Linked DNA regions of Zea mays: regions 1 and 3 are each linked to region 2. A link is a contact called in public Hi-C data. All regions are on one chromosome and are shown on one strand. Each heading gives the region's core, a stretch centred on a gene start, on an enhancer-like site or on the middle of the called end of the contact. The rest is flanking DNA. Distances are from core to core; before and after follow the strand shown. Region 1 holds the start of LOC103646148 (serine/threonine-protein kinase GRIK1). Region 2 holds the start of LOC100280450 (peroxisomal biogenesis factor 11 family protein). Region 3 holds the start of LOC103646147.

The links. A called contact is a pair of places that touch in the nucleus more often than the background predicts.
Region 1: a contact with region 2 is called in a Hi-C map of ear, with 2.6 times the contacts expected there. The contact joins the promoter of LOC103646148 here to the promoter of LOC100280450 in region 2. A contact is called at or near these places in 5 of 25 Hi-C or Micro-C datasets (ear, leaf and tassel) and 1 of 3 datasets of contacts at active chromatin or transcription factors (leaf).
Region 3: a Hi-C map of ear shows a contact between it and region 2, with 2.9 times the contacts expected there. The contact joins the promoter of LOC103646147 here to the promoter of LOC100280450 in region 2. A contact is called at or near these places in 5 of 25 Hi-C or Micro-C datasets (ear, leaf, leaf mesophyll and 1 more).

Annotation. Positions count from the first base shown.
Region 1 is chr2:24,093,977-24,099,019 of Zm-B73-REFERENCE-NAM-5.0, forward strand. LOC103646148 (serine/threonine-protein kinase GRIK1) reads right to left here and starts at 1,640. Exons shown (of 11, transcript XM_020548220.3): 1 at 1,397-1,640; 2 at 1,142-1,266; 3 at 464-859. The coding sequence starts at 835.
Region 2 is chr2:24,394,119-24,398,494 of Zm-B73-REFERENCE-NAM-5.0, forward strand. LOC100280450 (peroxisomal biogenesis factor 11 family protein) reads right to left here and starts at 1,382. Exons shown (of 1, transcript NM_001153370.1): 1 at 422-1,382. The coding sequence starts at 1,242. The coding sequence ends at 559. It overlaps LOC103648480 (probable LRR receptor-like serine/threonine-protein kinase At1g63430), which reads right to left. Exons shown (of 13, transcript XM_020548223.3): 8 at 3,871-4,110; 9 at 3,582-3,787; 10 at 3,369-3,501; 11 at 3,135-3,292; 12 at 2,823-3,029; 13 at 2,296-2,718. The coding sequence ends at 2,470.
Region 3 is chr2:24,067,582-24,072,141 of Zm-B73-REFERENCE-NAM-5.0, forward strand. It overlaps LOC103646147, which reads right to left and starts at 3,305. Exons shown (of 1, transcript NM_001330657.1): 1 at 2,447-3,305. The coding sequence starts at 3,149. The coding sequence ends at 2,613.

The DNA of each region.
Region 1 (5,043 bases), core at 390-2,889, 300 kb before region 2:
CTGATGGACATGAATAACAGCTCATTTTTAGCAAGAATATGTGCAAATACTAAGCGCGCAAAGACCCTTCTGATAGATCAAGTCTTTCTTTTTCCAAAAGACAAACTTAACATCAAAATTCAAAACTAATGGGAGATGTGACATGTCAGTTGCCTGATATGGTATAAGCCAGAAAGCTGAGCTACCTCAGTTGGACAAGGATGTGGATGTATGCCTCCCAGGTTCAAGTTTTCGTCGAGGTGAGTTTGGGTGCCTATTTTCTTCTTATGAAATGCCACCTAGTTCCTCATAAGTTGGTCTAGTTTTTTATATGATATACGCCAGGTTCTTATGAGAAGTTGGACTAGCCCATGCATACAGTGGGCAAGATTAGGTGGAATCTAAATAGACATTGTTTCAAATCAAATATGGAAATGCAAGTAAAGAGACAGGTGGACAAAAAACTGAAACCTTAAAGAGCTACCTCTGAGCGAAATACTTTTTTAGTCTCTTTAACTGGGACCTCTCTACATGCAAAGCCATTTTGAGCTCTTAACTGTATAATATCTTCAGAACTCTTCCTTGATGGTCCATCATCACTTCCGTCAAGATAGTCAGAATCATCTCTATCGTAGAAGCTTCTATCATGATCATCTCCATTGTAGAAGCTTCTATCAAGATCATCCCCAGGATCATCTCCAGTGTAGAAACTTCCATCATGATCTTCAGCTGATTGACGCTTCAGTAAATCTTCAGTTAACATGCCATCAGCATCCTGATGTTCACATACAGGTACACTGGGCTTCCTTAAAAAGCTAAAGCAACAGCAGCAACCGATGTCTGTAAGGTCCGCCATTCAGAATGAGTAGGTGCCAGAAACCTAAATGATAAAAACAAGGGACAAGGTTAAAAAAAACACCGGAATAAAAAAAGCCGCAACTTTTTCTGCTACTTTCCTGGCTGCCATATCGTCACTGAAGATGATATGAAACTACAATAATAGCATACATGCAGAAACCAAAAATGTCACTCAATCTCAGATCGTTGCAGTTAAACTTATGCAAGAAAAACCAACTTCAGAGGCTCAGAGATTCCAGTACCATACAGATTAACACCAGATGGAAGTATACAAAGAGCAACAGCACACACTCGAGTACTCGACCTGAAATTGATAGGGTTAAACTTGAGCTCGATAACAATGTCCAGGGGTTCCACCGCCCAGACAGATTAGCACCAAATGGAAGGACCCAACGACAACGACCATCACTACGCCTCGATATCAACCTTCTACTCAGGAGGCGGAACCAGTAAGGATACCGAACAGAAAATTGAAAAAAAATCGAAGTTAGTAGGCATTAAGGATTGGGTTTGGGTGCTCTGTTTCGCAAAGCAGGAAGGGAAGAGAAGGGGAAAATACTAGAGGGTGCTCGTCGCCGGCGAAGGACTCGAAGAAGACCTGCGCACCTGCGAGGGCGTCGGCGTCGGTAGCCCAGTCGTCGCAAAGACAGGGGGAAAGAGAGCGGGAGGGTGAATGGCGGCGGCGATCCGGCCGTAAGCCCAGTCCGGGCGTTCGGGATTGTCCGGGCTAGGGGGAGCGCACCCACACGGGGCTTCGGCTGGGCCGTTTTCTATGTCCCGTTCCTTTTCACGCAATATCGTTATTTTCTTATTTCTTTTACTTCCTTCTTTTCTCTAATATACTCTTTCCATCTGCTTCAAAAAAAATCGAGGCTTGGCTCGGGCCCATTCATTCTCGACTCGGAGAAGTTCACAAGATTGAATGAGCTTAAACCAAGATTAATTTTATGGCTCGCTTAGCAAGCTGAGTCTGGACGAGTTCGAGCCGACTCACAAACATGTCAGATTATGTAGTGCTATGTTATGACACTTTTACATTTCTATATTATTTATTTTCTTTTTTTTTGGATCTAACGCTAGATATAGTTAAAAATATGGTATTGGATTTTTGTACATATTTTTTATTTTATACATGATAAAAATATGTTCAGAACTCTCAATACAATCGAGTCGAGCCTAACTCATTAGTTGACCGAGCCTAGTCGAGCTAGGCTCATCTCTCGTTTCCAACCCTACTCCTCATCCTGAAACAAGTTTTAAGTTATGTATAAGTCGAACTTTCTTGAATTATAAAAAAATACTATCAAAATATGTATATATAGAAGAGATAAAGTTATTAAATTGGAAAAATAAGAAAGAAAAAGATCACATCACATACAACACGCGCGTGTCTAACCAAAAGGTAAACACATTGTTGTAAAATAAATAAACTCATCCCTTCTTATCTCCTTTCAAAGAGCTGCGTGTGTCGTCTATGAAGGGTCTAAATTTGTTTTTCTTCCACATGTCTAATTTGATAAAAATAAGATTTGCCTCTTTATAGGTAACTAATGATGAAACCACAACAGGCACTATCTTGTTCTCCTTGTTGTCATCTTATATTAACACTTAATTTTTTTCATCTTTTTCTAGCCTCCACCGCTCATTCAGATTCTTCTACAACACAATATAGGACATGGATCCCCCATTGGCAAGCGATTATCTGCCACCACATGCGCCTTTGGAGGCAGTGGGATAAGAACAACCGAATGATAGGAGTAGACGCTCCGGATTCCGAGTTTAGTGTTGTGTTAGGTGATTGTTGTGCGCTAATATTTTTTTGTCGGATTATGTATCGTTGTAAGCTATTACTTTATCGAAATATATGACGTCGAGGGACATGGATAGGGAAGGGATGACAACGATGAATTTCTCGTCGAGGAATAGCTTTCCATCCTTTAAGGACGGAGTAAGAAAAAAATAGGAGGGACTGAACTAAATCACAGTAATATAGAGTCTATTCTATATTATATGTGTACACTAAAAATCTTAGGAGAGGCTCTAGTGGGGCTCCATAGGCTCGACAGCGGTAGGGGGCTCGAGCCCCGCCCACCCCACCGCTGCCTTCGTCCCTACATCCCTGTCCCTGCGACAACAAAACTCCCACAGACGCTCGCAGGGCACACTTTTCCCATTTTCATTTCCCACGTAGATAAATCTTCGACGAGGATTATCGTCTTCTCTGAAAGGGAAATAGAGAAAAACATTTTCCTAAATGATTTTGGTGGTTGAATTGCCCAACACAAATAATTGGACTAACTAGTTTGTTCTAGATTATAAGTTATACAGGTGTCAAAGGTTCAACACAAACTAATAAAAAGGTCCAAGTTAGGGTTAAAAAAGAAAGGAGCCAAAGAAACCGAAGGTTGCCCTGGTCTAGCGCACCGGACTGTCCGATGCGCCACCGGACAGTGTCCGGTGCGCCAGGGTGGATCAACTCCAACTCCTCACCTTCGGGTTTCTAGAAAAGTCACTCCATTATAATTCACCGGACTGTCCGTGTAGCACCGGACTGTCCGGTGTGCCAGCAGAGCAACGGCTACAGCGCAACGGTCGACTCCAACGGAAACCTGAAAAGCGCTACAGTGCGCGGACAGTTCGCGCAGAGTCAGAGCAGGCGCCAGAATGCGCACCGGACAATGAACAGTACCTGTCCGATGCGGCACCGGACGATCTGGTGCCCCAAGCTGTCAGAGCTCCAACGGTTGAACCCTAACGGTTGGGTGACGTGGCTGGCGCACCGGACTATCCGTTGCGCCCATCGACAGCAGCCCAACCCCAATGGTTGGTTTGGTGGTTGGGGCTATAAATACCCCCAACCACCACCACTTCAAGGCATCCAAGTTTTCAGACATTGCATTCAATACAAGAGCTCTAGACTTCACTCCAAGACACAAAACAAAAGATCAAATCCTCTCCAAGTCCCAAACTCATTCCAAAGACTTAGTGGCTTGTGAGAGAAAGACATTTGTGTTCATTTGAGTTCTTGTCGCTTGGATCGCTTTTCTTCTTCCTCCATTCTTATTCTCAAGCAACTTGTAATCAAGCAAGAGACATCAAGTTGTGGTGGTCCTTGTAAGGGGTCTAAGTGACCCGTTGATTAAGGAGAAAAGTTCACTCGGTCTAGGTGACCGTTTGAGAGAGGGAAAGGGTTGAAAGAGACCCGGTCTTTGTGACCACCTCAACGGGGAGTAGGTTTGCAAGAACCGAACCTCGGTAAAACAAATAACTGTGTCATCCACTTTATTTGCTTATGATTTGTTTTTGCCCTCTCTTTCGGACTCGACTTAGTTTCTAACGCTAACCCCGGCTTGTAGTTGTGCTTAAAGTTTGTAAATTTCATATTTGCCTATTCACCCCCCCTCTAGGCGACTTTCAATTGGTATTAGAGCCCGGTACTTCATTAGAGTCTAACCACTCGAAGTGATGTCGGGGGATCATGCCAAGAGGGAGATCGGGATCGGCGGCGACAAGTCCGCAAACTTGGGGAGAACACACTCAAGGGAGTTCAGCCACAAGCACAAGGAGGAATCCTCTTCCTCCATCAAGACACAACGGAGAGGTGACAAGAAGAAGAAGATGAAGAAAGTGGTCTACTACGAGACCGACTCTTCGTCACCCTCCACCTCCGGCTCCGAATCGGCATCTGCCACTTCTAAGCGCCATGAGCGCAAGAAGTATAGTAAGATGCCCCTCTGCTATCCTCGCATTTCCAAACGTAATCCATTACTTTCCGTCCCATTAGGCAAACCACCGGTTTTTTACGGTGAAGATTATTCTATGTGGAGTGATAAAATGAGGCATCACCTAACCTCACTCCACAAAAGCATATGGGATATTGTAGAGTATGGAGCACAGGTACTGAAGGAAGGGGACAAGGATTACAATTCAGAGGAGGTCGACCAAATCCAACACTTCAACTCCCAAGCCACTACTATACTCCTCGTCTCTTTAAGTCGAGAGGAGTATAATAAGGTGCATGGGTTGAATAGTGCCAAAGAGATTTGGGACGTGCTCAAGACCGCGCACGAAGGAGATGAGGTGACCAAGATCACCAAGCGGGAAACGATCGAGGGGGAGCTCGGTCGATTTATGCTCAACCAAGGAGAGGAGCCACAATCCATGTACAACCGGCTCAACACCTTGGTGAACAAGTGTGCAACCTCG
Region 2 (4,376 bases), core at 132-2,631:
AAGCGGTAGACAATTCCAACATTGGACCTTGTAAGTAGTAAATTCAGAGCAATAAACTGAGAAAAATACAGCAAATCAATTTTGATATGAGTTAGAAATAAAAATAACTAAATACAGAGTCTATATGAAACATGATTAAGATGTAAATTTGACATTTTCCACGGTGATGTTAGTACTTAGTAAACCAAACACTCCATAAAACCCTTATATACTGATTTAGGCCTTATTTGTTTCCCTCTAAATTATATAATTTGGATTATGGTGAAATTGAGATTACAAATAAGTTACCCAGTACTAGCTTATTTCAGCTTATTTTGTGGCACAATGTGATATTTTACTTTTATATTCTTTCACCATAATCTAACTTATATAATCTAGAAGGGAAACAAATACACTCTTACTCCTCAAATCTCAAAGATGATTTAAGTTTTCAAATTAGGCCTTAAAGGTTATTGCTGGAGATAGAAAAGGTTCAAATCTGGCAATATCATCATGCATCGCAGCCGCAGTTAAATAAGTGAATGAAAAATATGCACATGTAGGCCGAAGCGGCCCAGTTCACGAGGGCCAGTTTCTGTACCAGCCAGCCCACGCTGACACGAGGCCGCTAATCCCCAGCGTGACGGCGTGGTTGCAGAACGGGTTGGGATCGGTTTCCGCGACGGCGATGATCAGGTCGGCGGCGTTGGCCGCCGTCGCCATGAGCCGCATCACCCTGTCCACCCGGATCCTCCGCACCTCCTTCTCCGCGGCGTCCTTGGCGCCTTCCCTCAGCAGCTCCCTCTCCTGCCGCAGGCCCCGCCTGATCATGATGAAGTCCATGGCGATGAAAAACACGTAGCCGACGGCCTCGCCGAAGGCCGACACGAAGCTGGCCCGGCGCGCCAGCCAGGGCTCGAGCACGCCCGCGCGGGACAGCCACGTGAAGTGGTCGAAGAAGAAGTAGACCATCTCGCCGGCGTTGGCCAGCACGGCCAGCGCGCCGAGCTCCCCCGGGACCGGGACCGGGCCGCGGCGCAGCGCGTTGAACCCGGCCAGGAAGCGGCCCGACCGGAACGCCTTGCGGCTCAGCCCGGACGCCGTCTCCCAGCTCTTGGCGCGCTGCGCGAGCTCCGGGAGCGAAGACTCGGCGCCCCAGTGCGCCAGCTTGGACACGTACTGGAACGTCTTGACCAGCTTGTCGATGCCGTCGCGCTTCGCCAGGAACACCACCAGCTTGTCGAGCGTGTCGCCGTTGCTCATGATCAGCTAGCTGGCGAGACGCTGCGTGCGGCTTGTCGTTGGCGAGAAGAAGCAGGACGCGTGCGCGCACAAAACATGGGTGAGAGCGTGAGGCTGGCGCGGCGTGTGCGTGTGGTTTGGCTTCGGATAGAGGCGTACTTGGCCAGGATGCGTTTCTCCTCTGCTCTAGAGTGCAGAAGTGTTACTTTCTGGCGGCGAGAGGATTGAGGAGATGAGGAGCGGGGACAGGATAGCTCCCCTCTCATCTTTGTCCGCTTTCTTGATTGGTGCCTGTGGCTTTGTTGCGAGCAAATGGTGCCTGTGCCATTTCGCCGGCAGTTGTGGCTGGAGAGGGAAAAAAACAGGGCAAGATGGAACAAAAGGACTAAGGACCTGCTATGGTAGCAGCCGCCAGCCAGATTCCAGAATCTGTAGGAAATTGGGATCTGCCTTTTCAGGTCCAAAGTATTGTTCTCTTGAGGGTCGTCGCACACAAGCGCCACCTGAATTAAGACCCTGAGAAGGAATATCACTACAACGCCAAATTGAAGAATTTGTCCTTTTTTTTCTGATCCGCGTACATATTGTGTCCAGTCATAACAGGAGGCTAAAGACAAGATTATCTGGAGATGACCCGCGATGACCAGTACAACGCCAGATCTCCTTTTGGGCATCTCGCCAAAGAAGACTACGATGTTTGCTCTAGTGTCCTGACACACTAAGGAGTCGACAGTCGTGCAGGCCGCCGTGAGAGAAGGAAAGATCGACGATGACGAATCGTGCTTCACTGGAGAACATGGGCCAAAGAGCTCGGCTAAGTTGGAGACAGAAGCATGCTCTCCTGCGCCTCCACATATGTAAGTTTTGTCCATGTTTGCATCTAAACATCTACCATACAAAGAACAACATAGGCTACTACCCAATTCGAACCTCTCTATATTATGATTGTATTATACTCTGTGTCATCGATCTATTGTAGCAGTCTTTTGTCTAGCCCCCTCCCTCTGATTTTCTGTACCTAAAAAAAGAAAATGCTCCCTCTATTTGAAAAGATAAAAATGCATCTCCTCGCGCTGATGAAATCAAAACTTGAGTCATTTTGAATTCAGATCTGTGAGCCATTTCTCTCTCCAAAAAAGGGAGAGAAATAACAATGCCAAACGGAGTAACAACGGGTTAAACCATCGTCACTGTCCAAACATACAGTCTAGCAAGTGCAGCAAAACATGCAAAGAGGGTATCTAGGTTCTAGGAGATGGCCAGCTCGGCTTCGGCCCAGGCCAGAGACGAATTCCTGAGCAAGGTGGCCGCCGACGCTTCGATGCCTTCCTCCAGGATGGCCGCGATCATGCTCATGGAGGGCCGCCGCGACGGCTCCAGGTCGATGCACAGGTTCACCACGTTGCAGACGATGCCCAGGCTCTCCTGGTTCACGCTCTGCAGCCTCGGGTCCACCAGCTTGCCGAACTCCTCGGGATGCTCCAGGTGCTTTCTTGCCTGCGTGCAACGCGCCCGGTATTTGTCAGTGATAACACATGCAGATAGCCTCAGGCAGTGTAGCATGAGCAGGCTTGGCCGCTCGAGTCAAGAAGAGTCATTACCCAATCCACCAAGCCTCCTGTATCTTTGGAAACCGAGGCTCTGCCACTGACCAGCTCCAGCAGGATCACGCCAAACGCGTAAGTGTTGGCCTGGACGTCCATGAAGCGCTTATGCCGAGAATCTGTAACGCTGTTGACTGACCCGCCATTTAGTGAGCCAAATCCTGGTTTGGTCGCAAGATATCTCCACCTCTCGAAATCGATTATCTGCAAAACCGCAATCAGTTGCAGTTGTTATCTGAACTGAACTAAGACTAGGACCTCATGCTCAGGAATCAGGATGCTATGCTACCAGCAGCAGGTAACTCAGACCTTTGGGGAGAAGTCTTCAGTTAGGTAGACTGAACTAGACGTCAGTGCAGCAACTGCAAACGGAGGTTGCAGCTCAGTGTGCAAGTATCTGAGAGCCCTCGAGATGGCGAGTGCTAATTTCATCCGTCTAGGCCAAGATAGCTGCCACCCATCTCCATCTGCAAACAGACAACGCACCGTGTTCATGCCACCATCCATGGAGGCATGGAGCAAGGCAAGAGCTTGTTGGCTTACCGTGCAGATGCTCGTAGAGTGTCCCATTTGGTGGGTACTGAAAGACTAGCATTCTCGAAAATGGATCAGACTCCTTGCAGTATCCCACCATCTTTGCGACATTTTCGTGACTCGGTCTGGACATTTCTATCACCTGAATATTTCGAGAATATTATGAGATATGATTACGCAGTAGTAAAAATCTTAATGTGGGAACAGTTGGTGAACACCCGCCTCCTTGTGAAAGTGAAGTTCGACATAGTCATTCCAGTAATGCACCGGAACAGACAGCGACACAACAGCGATTTCCCGGCCATCCTTCAGAGTTCCCTTGTACACAACTGTCTCCTGAGACGATCCAATTATGTTGCTGAAGTCCTCGCAAGCCTCTGCCAGCTCCTGCCGGCTTATCTTTGGCACATTTACCAGGAGGTCATCATCTACACGAGCAACAACCCGTAATCGACACAGTGTAAAAAAATTCAGTTTTTGTCAGCTACTCGCAAAAGAAGCAGGCACTAACCGATTGAGATTACGGTGTTCTCCTTCCAGCTTACAGCTCTTGTCCATGGAACACTGGTCTCAGACCCAGAGGATCTGGCTCTGCACCTTCGGAGGCCAGTCATGGTACAAAGTGTTAAGAAGCAAAGCAATGAAACTGCTGCGATGACTTCCAGAATGAGAAGCCAAAGTGGCTCTGGCAGGCCTTTCTGCACATTCTCATCAGCATCATTGTCTTTGCCTCTGTCCTGATTAGTTTCACCTGTAATTATGTAGTACACTTGTTCACTGTTCAGAAAAGCAAATTACGCTAACAATTTTTTTATGTTAAAATTACGCTAACATTGGGAACGTTCCTTTTCTTTTTCTTTTGAAAAAGTTGTTGGGAACGTTCTATTGACAGTATATAGACCGGTACGAGTCATATTGTATTGCTTATATGTAACAAGCATATGAAAGCGCACATAATCAATTTTGGCATCCTTAAAAAACAAGGTGGAACTATTAACATGAACCAAAACAAAAGGA
Region 3 (4,560 bases), core at 2,055-4,554, 320 kb before region 2:
ACTCCAGGATGAATATAAATCGTTGTTTTTTTATTATACTATTTAATCAAATGCTTTCAAATATAAATTTCATACACACTATCACAGAGAATATGTATTTTAAGAAATATAATCTCTAATATAAAATTCTCTAGAGAATAGCTATAAATATTCATTTCAATCAAGGGTAACAAATTCATATAGAGATTATTTTATTTAAATCTTTATTAGGAACATGTTTTTTTAGGTGATGTTGTTTTGAATGTAACAAAATTCTTATTGGAAGGCATTCTAATATCAAAATCCTTGGAAAACTTTTACTAAATTTTCACAATAAGATTTTTGGGTGTTACAATCAGCCTCTCCCTCTATATGGGGTGTGTTGTGGAGGGACTGTTGGAGGAGTTTTTCACCCAAACATCATCCTAAGGGCTAGTTTGGATACTTTGGGATTAGAGTGTTTTGAAGGGATTGGAGAGGGTGTAAATCCCTAATAGATCAAATACTCTCTCAATACATCTCAATCCACTCCAATCCCACTCGTTACTAGAGTATCCAAACTAGGCCTAAGTGGGTGGGGGAGGCATGGGGGGCACCGTTAGAGGTGGCCTAGCATCTCCAATAATGTCTCAAACTAGTGTCTCAAAATAAAATATAAGACTCTACGTAGAAAAAACTACTCTAACAATATCTTATTTCATAAAATTTGGTCAAAAATTATAGGGCACCATCTCAAGTGCCTCAAATGTACTACTTCATCGGTCCACATGATTTAGTCGTTTTTTATTTGTTCTAAGTCAAACTATTTTCGCTTTGACGAACAATATATATAAATTAAATTATTTTAAACTAAAATAATTATATATTATAGTAGTTCAAGTATTGATAAATTTAGTAATTTTATTTTTATATTATAAAATCTTATGAAACATCCGATATAACCGGTTTAAGTTAATAGTAATTGACTTAAAATAAACCTAAAAATATTGTGGATGGAGAGAGTACATTGTAGTGAGGTGTCATATAATCTAGATTTAAGATTTTACTATTGAAGCAGAATGTTTTGTTGGTGTCTTAAATTTTATAAAATATACTAATTTTTTAAATTATAAAGCATTTTTTATAAATTACTTTGTTTGAAGATGCTCTAAAGCATAACAGACGGAGACGGTGTAGAGGGGAGCGATGGAACCGTACGCCCTACAAACACAACGTAATCTCCCTTTTCGGAAAAGAAGGACGGCAGATTTTTCTAGTTTCGCCTAATACACTTCATAGCAGTAGCAGGATATGGTTTTCTGTTTTGTTGGGACGAAGATCCGGTGAGCCGGGCGTTTGTGGACGGCGATATGCTCGTGGTCCTCCGGCCCGAAACGGCGATCACAACTTTTCTCGGCAAAAGCTGGGGGAGATGTCGCGGGGGATACACCTCTATCTTCTACTATCTCTCTCCGGTTGGCGGCTGGCCTGCTCTTGCGTGTCGCGGTGGTGCGCGGCCGCATGATTGCGTCCGTGCAGCCCCCACGCCGGAACTGTGACCGCGCGCGCCGCCCTTTCTTTGCTGCCGCCTGCAGCCCGCCGGGATGTATCTGCCTTGCCTGTGCGCCCGAGCCGCGAGGGAGAGCGCCAGGGCCAGGCCGCTGCCTCCCCTGGTCCTGCGCCTGCGCCTGCGCCTGCGACTGCGACTGCGAGCCATCAGCGGCGCGTTTGCCCCGTGAACGGACAGCGGCCTCCGCGTACGATCCCATGATTGTTGCTGTAGAAATCTGGCAGCGCACAGTAGCCGCCGCTGGACAGCGTCAGGCGCCGGGAAATCTCGGGCTGCTGCCAGGGGCCAGGGCGCGCGGTGCACTGTGCTCGCCGGACCTCGTCAGTCAGTCACCACGCCAGCCTCCTAGCGAGAACGGCAAGTGGTGCCTAGCTAGTAGCGAGGCCGGCGCGCTGGCGTGCTGCGTGCAAAGGCGCTGCGCGGCGCAAACGGCGTGCTCCAACCAACAGCCGACTCGATCGGTCCTAGCATGGGGGTACGGATGATGAAGGCGTGCGTGTACGGTTCGTGCAGTGGTTGGCGCACCGTTCGAGGACGCTGAATCTGGATGGCACGCCTTTCCGGGCATCGGATTGTGGCGCATGGTAGCACAAATGGTAGGGCATGGGACGAAACTGGAGAGATCAGGCGGTGGCCCGTGCCGGACGTGCTCGCGAGTCTCGACCTGATGAGAAGTTTGCAGTTAAGTCAAGAGAGGGAGAGGGACACACAGAGCATTTGCTCCCGTAATACGTACACACTACTACTAGCGGAATTGGCAAACGTGGTGAATTCAGCACACACGTCCAGCAAGCAACAGTTGTGTGAATCCTTCCAGTGGTCTGAGGGTGAATCCGAAGACAAGAAGCAGTAGACATGGACGAAACAAGTAACCGGATGGATGCACCAGGACCAAGAATCCAGAGAACAAAATCAGCTAGGCCTAGGCCAGGCAGCCCCGTACGTTTCTGAAGCAAAGCGCACATGCATGCATATACACCATCATCCGCCTCCGCCACCGGCCGGCGGCGGTCAGGGGGCCTCCGTCGTCGTGCGGCGTCTCTCCCTCCCTAATCAACGACTACCGCGCGCCCCGCCTGCCTGCCTACCACCTGCCGAAGCCCTTCTTGGCCGCGGCGGCGAGGGCCGCGGCCCGCTCGAACCGCGCGGCGGGGCAGGGGATGCTGATGACGCCCGGGTGCTGGAACCCGAACTCCTCCTCGGCCTCCCTCAGCAGCTCGCCGAACGTGGGGTGGTTGAAGTACACCACGGGCACCACGTACCGCAGCGACTGCGACGCCTCGCCCTCGCCGCCGACGTACACGGCCACCTGCCCCTTGGGCGTGCTCACCGCGGGCTCGCCGTCGCCGTCCGGCAGCATCCGGTGCCCGCCGCCGGCGGCCCTCCACCCGAGCCGCAGGCGCCGCGCCAGCGACCGGCCCCACCGCAGCACCGGCGCGAGCTTCCTCGCGGTAGCGCCGCGCCCGGGCGTGCAGCCGCTGCCGGCGCAGGTGGGCTGCTGCTGCTGCTGCAGGCGGCAGTAGCCTCCCCGGCGCCGGCGCCGGCCGCAGAGCGCCCGCCGCCACAGGCCGAGCAGATTCCGGCCGAGACGGACCCCGCCGTGGCGGGACCTCCTTAGCATGGCGAGGAGGATTGCAAGAGAGAGAGAAACTGCGGGAAGGTCTCTCCTTCGTTGAGAGTCTGTCCTTCCCCTCCCTAAGCAGACGCACCGCACGCAGGGAGTGTTAATGGTGCAAAGTCGCAATCGCAACGGAAGCGCGCAGGAGTGAGCCCGGACCCGGAGCACGGAGGGGGGGACCCATGTTTTATAGACCTGCACCGCTTTGGGCCATGCGCGAGTGGAAAAATCGACATCCCTTGGCCACAGTGGCTTGGATTTGCCGAGCTCTCGTCGTGGCCAGGCGGCGTTTGTTCGTAAATCGTAATGGTAATGGCTGGTGTGGCTCGGACGGTGCGTGGTCCATCCATGGTTCCTTTGCTCCATTTTAGCTGCATGTCGCTTTGTTGGCTTTTTTCCTTCCAAATAACTTCTTCCGGCGTTACTGCTGAGCGACGGCGAGCTCGCACCAGCGCCCTTGTATCAATCAGTTCGGCTGTGAAAAAATCATGGTACACGCACGGCACGCTCTGCCTACCAGCAGATTGCCGCGAACCTGAGATCAAGCAACAGGAGAGCTACGCACAGGCTATAATCTATCTTTCTATCCAAAACTGTATAGTATTTGTGGAGCAGGCCTGCCACAGATTTATCGAACACGTTTCGTGTTGGCCACATGTGGATACAGATGTGCAACTAACCCCGTTATTGCACGATCGTGTGGTGTGGATCCTGTCCCCGTTGCACTCTCCCAGTACGACCTGCACCGGGTGCGCGTGCATCTCCCAGTCCAACTTTCGTCCAGGACCAAATGTTGGACTACTTCCGGGTGCGCGTGCACATCCACTATCGGTGTGGAAATTCTGGTGTGTAATGCTGAGCTGGATCAAGCGACAGATCAGCGAAGCTGGTATTACTAGTGTACTACTCTCTCAGTTCTACGTCTACTTCCAGAATTCAAATGTTGTTTAAAAATAAATATATCTCCGGACAGAAGACAACGTAAATCTAATTGTTAGATTTGCTACTTGTTTTCAGAGGAACCACCTGGTTTAACCGTCACTCACTTGTGTACGCAGGTGACTTCACGGCACGTACCACTACCGACAAGCAAGTAGTACGTTTTCACGAACTAGTGGTGTAGTGCTGCTAGCTAGGATAGGAATACCAGAGAGGCATCTGCGTACAAATAGCTATTCATCAGCCACTCGCCCAGCGCTGAATCATCAGTGGCGGTACGTTTTTCCTTCCTGCTCGTACGGAAATATCTGGGCGCCCCATCAATCCCCCCGCCAGGCCGCCACCTGTTGCGCGCACGTCGCGGTCGGCGGGCCAAGACAAGACTCCACACGGAGGACCAGCAGCGAACCACACCCAAATCCACCCACCCCGTCCTCCTCCTTCGTACGGGAAATCTCCGTTCATGTTTAGAAAT